2 separate regions of the Bos taurus genome follow, and region 1 is linked to region 2. A link is a contact called in public Hi-C data. All regions are on one chromosome and are shown on one strand. The core of a region is the stretch at or near the end of the contact, and the rest is flanking DNA. Distances in the headings are between cores, read along the strand shown. Region 1 holds the start of ZP3 (zona pellucida glycoprotein 3). Region 2 has its middle 17 kb from the start of HSPB1.

The links. A called contact is a pair of places that touch in the nucleus more often than the background predicts.
Region 1: a contact with region 2 is called in a Hi-C map of an unstated tissue, with 2.9 times the contacts expected there. The contact joins the promoter of ZP3 here to the enhancer-like site in region 2. A contact is called at or near these places in 2 of 11 Hi-C or Micro-C datasets (skeletal muscle and an unstated tissue).

The regions. Positions count from the first base shown.
Region 1 is chr25:34,444,782-34,448,248 of ARS-UCD2.0, forward strand. ZP3 (zona pellucida glycoprotein 3) reads left to right here and starts at 1,373. Exons shown (of 8, transcript NM_173974.3): 1 at 1,373-1,712. The coding sequence starts at 1,404.
Region 2 is chr25:34,360,756-34,364,092 of ARS-UCD2.0, forward strand. No RefSeq gene overlaps it. Among named protein-coding and RNA genes, the nearest start is that of HSPB1, 17 kb to the left of the region's middle. Within about 2 kb of position 1,411, at least 96 of the 102 cell types and tissues checked have an H3K27ac peak or open chromatin away from gene starts, as enhancers often do. A contact at or near this core is called in skeletal muscle, where this site is marked.

The sequences.
Region 1 (3,467 bases), core at 123-2,622, 84 kb after region 2:
TCCACCTCCCAACCAGGGGTGCAGTAGCCCCCCTGACTCTTGTCTTCAGACCTACCCCTCCCCAACTAGAGCTGGCCAGACCACTCATCTTCCCCACCCTGCCTCTCCCCCACCAAGAGCAAAGTCCAGCATCTCAGCCCAGCACCTTCAGGATCCTGCCCCCCAGCCCCCTGAACTGTCTCTCTGGCCCCTAGGGACCTGAGGCTCCAGCAACTCTGAGTTCCTGAGGTTTTCCCTCGGGTCTACCCAGTGTCCTGTCTACACTCTGTTCACACAGATCCCTCTGCCTGAACTGCCCTTCCCTGCTACCTCCTATGCAGTTGAGCAGCAAGGACTTCCTGGTGGTCCGGTGGCTAAGGCACCATGCTCCCAATACAGGGGGCCCAGGTTCGATCCCTGGTCAGGGAACTAGATCCTATATGCCACAACTAAAGATCCCACGTGCCACAACCGAGACCTGGTGCAGCCAAATAAATAAATATTGAAAAATGCAATCTTATAAAAAAAAAATAAAGTTGAGCAGCATCCCACAACATTCCCTGGTCTCCTAATGATACCATGGTTTCTCTGCTTAGAAAGAGCACCCATCTCTGATAAAATTCTCCTCATCCTTAATCAGTCCTTAGTCAAGGGCTTTCTCCTGGTCTCCCCCAATGATCCAGGCTTCCCAGGTGGCACAGTGGGAAAGAATACGCATCCAATGCAGGAGATGTGAGAGAAGTGGGTTCAATCCCTGAGTCGGGAAGATCCCCTGGAGAAGGAAATGGCAACCCACTCCAGTATTCTTGCCTGGAGAAGCCCGCGGACAGAGGAGACTGGTGGGCTATAGTCCATGGGGTTGAAAAGAGTCAGACACGATTGAGCAACCAACACACACACCCTAAGGATCCAGGGTAGCTCTTAGCTCCCTCTCTAGGTGATGCAAAGGGTGGAAGGAGGGAAGGGGTGAGAAGCTATGACTGACCAGGCTACCAGCTGATGCTTCTCAAAGCTTAATGTGAATACAGATCACTTGGGGATAAAGAGGGAGACCAGGTCCTGACTTAGTTAGCCTGGGCTGTGTCAGAGAGTCTGAGTTTCTTTCTTTTGGCCTGCCCACGGTGCTTGCAAGATCTTAGTTCCCCCATCTGGGGTGGAACCCGTGCCCCCTGCAGTGGAAGTGTACCTTCGTAACCACTGGGCCACCAGAGAAGTCCCAGAGTCTGCCTTTTGAACAAGCTCCCAGGTGAGGCCGATGCTGCGGGCCTGGAGGGCCACCTTAAGCATCGGGGCCTGGCCCACTTGATTGGCTGGGGAAGAGAGGCACTTGGGGCCCAGGTGTGAGTGGCCATCATCAGGGGTATAAGACGGTGGGTGGTGCCTGCCCAGGAGTCACAGTGGGTGGGAGTGGCTTCGTGGGCACCATGGGGCCGTGCTCTAGGCTGTTCGTCTGCTTTCTGCTCTGGGGAAGCACAGAGCTCTGCAGCCCCCAGCCCTTCTGGGATGATGAAACCGAGCGCTTCAGGCCATCAAAGCCGCCCGCCGTGATGGTGGAGTGTCAGGAGGCCCAGCTGGTGGTCACAGTCGACAAAGACCTTTTCGGCACAGGGAAGCTCATCCGGCCTGCGGACCTCACCCTGGGCCCCGACAACTGTGAGCCGCTGGCCTCCGCGGACACGGATGGCGTGGTTAGGTTTGCGGTCGGGCTGCACGAGTGTGGCAACATCTTGCAGGTGAGGCTTGGCCCCACCTCGGCAGCCCCGGCTTTGATGGGATGACACGGGAGGGGGCCGGTGATGCAGAGTGTGGGTGAAGGTGGGGCTAGGGTGGATCCCTTTCATTAGGGGGAGCTGAGTGGGTGGAGCTGCTGAGACCTGAAGCTGGGCCTTGGTGGCGCTGGGGTGAGGGAGTTTCCTGCCTCTGGGTGCCAAAGTTGGGGAGGTGGGATGGAGACCAGAAGTGGCAGTTCACTTTGCGCCAGACCGGGCACCCCCACTCTGATTTCTGAGGACTTCTGAACCCCTAGGGGGCAACCAGAAGACATAGTCAACATGGGTGGGGGGTGGGTGCGTGATGGGTTACTCTGCAGGTAACCCAGCGCTTTCATGGGGCCCTAGAAACTTGTAATGGAAGAGGTGAATTTTGAAACCTCAGAAAGCCCAAAAGTCATCACGGGAAAAAACTATTTTGGTGTCCCTCATTCATGTTAATGGCTTTGAAGCCTTGAGTTGAAAGTGGTTTGAGGGCAGGGTCAAAGGGCATCATGGTTGAAGAGGCTCAAAGTGTGGGTCCCATGGGGGCAGTCTCAAACGGGGGTGTGTGTGCAGGGGGAAAGCTGAGTAATTCAGGCCAGATCGTCCCCCAAGGGGAGGGGCAGAGCCTCGGTAGGAGGGCCCTCCTAGCAAGGGCCAGGGCACTGGCCCAGCAGGTGCACAATTCCTGGATCAACTTCGTGCTGCCCCTCAGAGGATTTGTCCTCCCCTCCCTTACGCCCCCCACCCAGATAGCCCTTGGACTCTGGTCTCAGTTCAGCCAAGTTCAGCCCCTGGAGTCGTCCTCGGGAGCTCTGGTCTCAGGATGGTCCCTAGGGCTGGACTTGAAGCCACCTGGACCTCATTTCCCTGGGGAGAGCTTAGGCAAGCCAGAGCTGCTTAGAGTTAAGGGATTATCCTAACTAGTAACTCCCAGTCTTAGGGCATCAGAGTCACCCAGGGACTGATCCCCATATTCCATCTGAAATTGGGATGGAAGTGGGGGCAGACGTCAGTATCTGTAAGATCCACCATGGAGCACAGCTGGGCAGCTTGCCCGGTCTCACCAGATGAGAATCACGTGGGGAAAATCACATGGGGTTCCGGCGGCTTGCGGGGACCACGCTTGCTTTAATGATGCTCCACTGTCCTGACGTTCTTTCCTGTTGGACAAGGAGCCCCACATTTTCCCTTTGCACCGGGTTCCACAAATATGCAGCTTCTCCACTTGGGGACTTGCTAATGGACAGCTAGGACTCTCCTCTGAAGTTTGAGCGGTGAGGGCGGGCTGGGCAGCTGCTCACTGGGAGGGGGGTGTTGGGAGGGGATGCAAATTGCCCAGCAGCACCTGCTGGTGCTCTTCCGGCCTTGGGCAGCCGCAAAGCCAGCTTCCCCCTCTGAGACGAGCGTGAGAATAAGTCAGAAGAAGGAGGGTGAGTTAGGTGGTCACTGCTGTGGCAGTGAGTTGAAATTCCTGGAACTTCCTAGCCTCTTCTGGGGGCTTTCTTGGCCCCCAGGCCTTCCCTGGAAAAGGAAAAGGTGTATGTGTCTCGGGGTGGGGGGCAGCAGCTTGAGACAGGACCTCGCACCCAAGGCCTCTGGTCAACAGGGCCTTGCTTGCTGGTGACACAGAGCTGATCCAGAACCCCCGGGGCGGTGTCCCTATTTTGCAGTGAAACCAGGTGTGAAGCGGGGCGCCTGTGCAGCTGCTCCCACGGGTCAGCGAAGTGGGCTTTG
Region 2 (3,337 bases), core at 161-2,660:
ACTCCGTGCTTCCACTGAAAGGGGCACAGGTTCTATCCCTGGTCTGGGAACTAAGATTCTGCTTGCTTGCTTGCATCTCAGCCAAAAGGAAAAAAAAAAGTCGAAGGCAATATGAGGAAGCAGTAACTGTTCTTTCAGTTCTATTACAAAATGGAAGGAAATGGGACTTGAGCTTTAGAAAATAATCTTCTTTAGAGAAGATTTCCATTCAAGACTAAAGACACTTAACGAGTTTAAATGATGTGAGGATGGATGGAGAGAAGCAATGGAGCAATTGATAATGAGATTTAATTTATAACCAGGAACATAAAGTTCCAAGAAAGAAAAGAACAGACTGTGAGGGAATTCTCAGGTGGTCCAGGAGTTAGAACTGGGCTTCCATTTCACAGATATGGAAACTGACTTCTGAAGGACTAAGGAACTTGAGAAGTTATGCCTCACAACTAGAACAGGATGGGAGAATTCAAATCCTAAACTCTTAAGCTTTCTACCACTGAAATCCCTTCATCTGGAAAACGACACATGTTGCTGGGGACAGAAATCTCACCTTTCTAAATAGCCAGTAGCCACACTGAAGTTGGTCTTCAATTCCTCACTCCAGATTTGACACTGCCTCAGGCAACCCATCTCCCCTCCTAGCCTCAGATTACACAGCTCTAGGTTGGGAGATGAGAAGGGCGGAGATTGGGGTTGTCTGAGCTTCCTAACATTTCTGACATCCGCTTCTTGGGGGAAGAACTCTGGCTGGCCACCGCTCAGAGCGGCCACCCCGGAAGTGTGGGGGAAAGAAGGGCGTTGAGTGGGAGGGCATTTTGCAAGCGGCAGGGAAGGCTAGAGACCTGGGCGGGGGCCTGGCCATGGAAGGCCTTGATGTCCAAGGCAGCAGAGTCTGGCCTCGGCGTCCTCTGGACCGTGGGGCCTGCGTGTGAGGTGATGGAACTCGGTGGCCAACCCCTTGAGTCCCGCCAACTGCTGGGAGGGTCAGGCAAGCAAGTGGTACAGAGAGACCCCCGGCTTTCTCTGCAATATGAAAATAACGGAGACCTCCAGGGGCTGGTTCCAGAACAAGATCCACGTAGGTTAGAAAGCATGGCGAACCCGCCCTGGACTTGACAGGCTGCGTCGTTGTTCCAGAAGGGAACTCTGAGGGTCAGGCATTGGGTCGCGGGCCCCGCGGGAGCCCAAACCCCGCCCTTCCAAGCCAGCTCCTTCGGCCGACCGATCGCGGCAACGGACAAGGCCCGCAGAGGTCGCTAACTCCCTATAAGGCGTTGTAATGCCCTACAGAGGCCTGGCCAGGTTACTCCGGGTGACAAAGGCCCGCGAGGAGGGCGGAGACCCGGGGAGGAGAGAGGGGAGAGTGAACGGAGGCGGGGTGGGTGTGGCTTAGGACGGCCCGGCGGTGGGAGGAGAGCCCGGGCGGAGCGCAGCGGTTGGGCTCGGGCAACCGCCAGGCTGATTCCGGAGCAGAGCCCTAGCGACAGGCCGACCATTGGACGAGCGGGGCAGGCTGGCTGTGATTGGCTCTCGCTGCTGCCCCCGATTGGAAGGCGGCCCCGTCTCCGCCCTTGCTCACATCCGGGGTGGTCTGGCCTGGCCTGGCCCCGTCGCCGATCCCAGGTTGTCGGGTTCCCCTTGACCTCCAGGGGCAGCGCCCCCGGAGACAAGGCTGACCGGCGCGCGGGCTCGTGCGGCTCACCCATGAGGAGTCGCCGGTGTCGACGCGCGCCTGTGGTGCCGGCGCATAACAGGCCCCGGGTACACGCAGGGGGCGACATCCTGCCCCCCGGGGCCTAGGTGTTTGAAGATAGGTGACCCGAGGGAAGCCCGAGGATGGTTCTCCCCGATGGGTTGGAGCTGGGGCGAGACGGGCCGAGCTCCACGGCCCTGCTGCCGTCTCGGGGTCTGGGCCCAGCCGGGGGCGCGCGAAGGCTTGCAGGAAGCCGAACCTGGCCGCACCCGGGTTTGGCTGCAGAGCCGGGCAATGCCCGGCGGGGGGCAGCAGAGGATGGAGCCACAGAAGCAGGCCCCTAGGTGAGGCGGGGTCGGGCCCCGGATGGATGCTGAGCCCTCCTAACTCCAGGGCCCCGCAAACCAAGTAATGGGTCAGGAGCGGCCAGACCAGTCGCAAGTGCATTCTTGAGTGCTGAAGCCCTGAGGGATGGACCAAGGCCGTTTGTTTTCTTCCCTTGGTTGTTACGGCGCTGTCACCACTGGGCTAAATACATTGTAGATCCTTAACCTTTAGGATACTGGGGGGGAGGGTGCTCCTTTTGCCTTTGCCCAGCAGTGTAATGAAGTGTGTGTCTGATTTTGAGGATCTGGACAGCACTTAGGGAAATTACAATGGAAAGGAATTCACCCACAGTGCTTGCAGTCAGCGACAAGCTGCTCCCCCTTTATACATGTTACCCAGCCATTTACTAAATCTATTTTGTGTATTCAATGAATGTAATCCCTAATTTAGGTCAAAAGAATATTTTTCACTTGGTCCACCCACTACCCTCTCCAACCTAGCATTCATCACTGAGGGACCACAACATTCCCCCCAAAGAATTTTTTTTTAAGCTGAGCAGGGAAAACCACCTATAAGCTGTTAACACCTCCATATTTTCAGAGGCAAGGACTTTTGGAAGGCAGTATACTTTCATATTTCACTTTCCCTTTTCACTTGCATGCATTGGAGAAGGAAATAGCAACCCACTCCAGTGTTCTTGCCTGGAGAATCCCAGGGATGGCGGAGCCTGGCGGGCTGCCATCTGTGGGGTCGCACAGAGTTGGACACGACTGAAGCAACTTAGCGCCAGCAGCAGTATACTTTCATAAGGGAATCCAAAATGAGCTGTCAGTCGGGCTTTAAACAACTGAAGGGACCATCCAAACTCCCCATCTCAATTCTGGCTTCAGGAGGCTAAGAGCCAGTAAGCAGTAGGGTAACTTGTCCATCGTGGAGACTGCGTTAAAACAAGTCTAGATTCCTTCTCCCAGGTAGATCCAGTGTGAAGGCAGCCTGTCAGACGATTGCGGGTTCCTGACAACTCTGGGAATATGGTGGGCTGCACTATTTCACTACCTAGGCCAAGCATAGGGGCAGAACAGCTGCAGAGCACCAGGACTCACCAAACCTAGTAAATGGTTGCTGAGTCAACACAAGGGCTGAGTGGACACCCACCTTGTTTTTTTTTTCCATCCAAGGGAAGGAGATGGGTGTGAGGAGGCAAAACGCCTTAACCTAAAGGACTAGTCAGAAAACAAGAGTTCCCCTGTGTAACGGGCAGGTAACTTTGTCCTTGTGGACTCGGGTCACACAGACCCTGGTGCAGACTGCTGCTTAAGA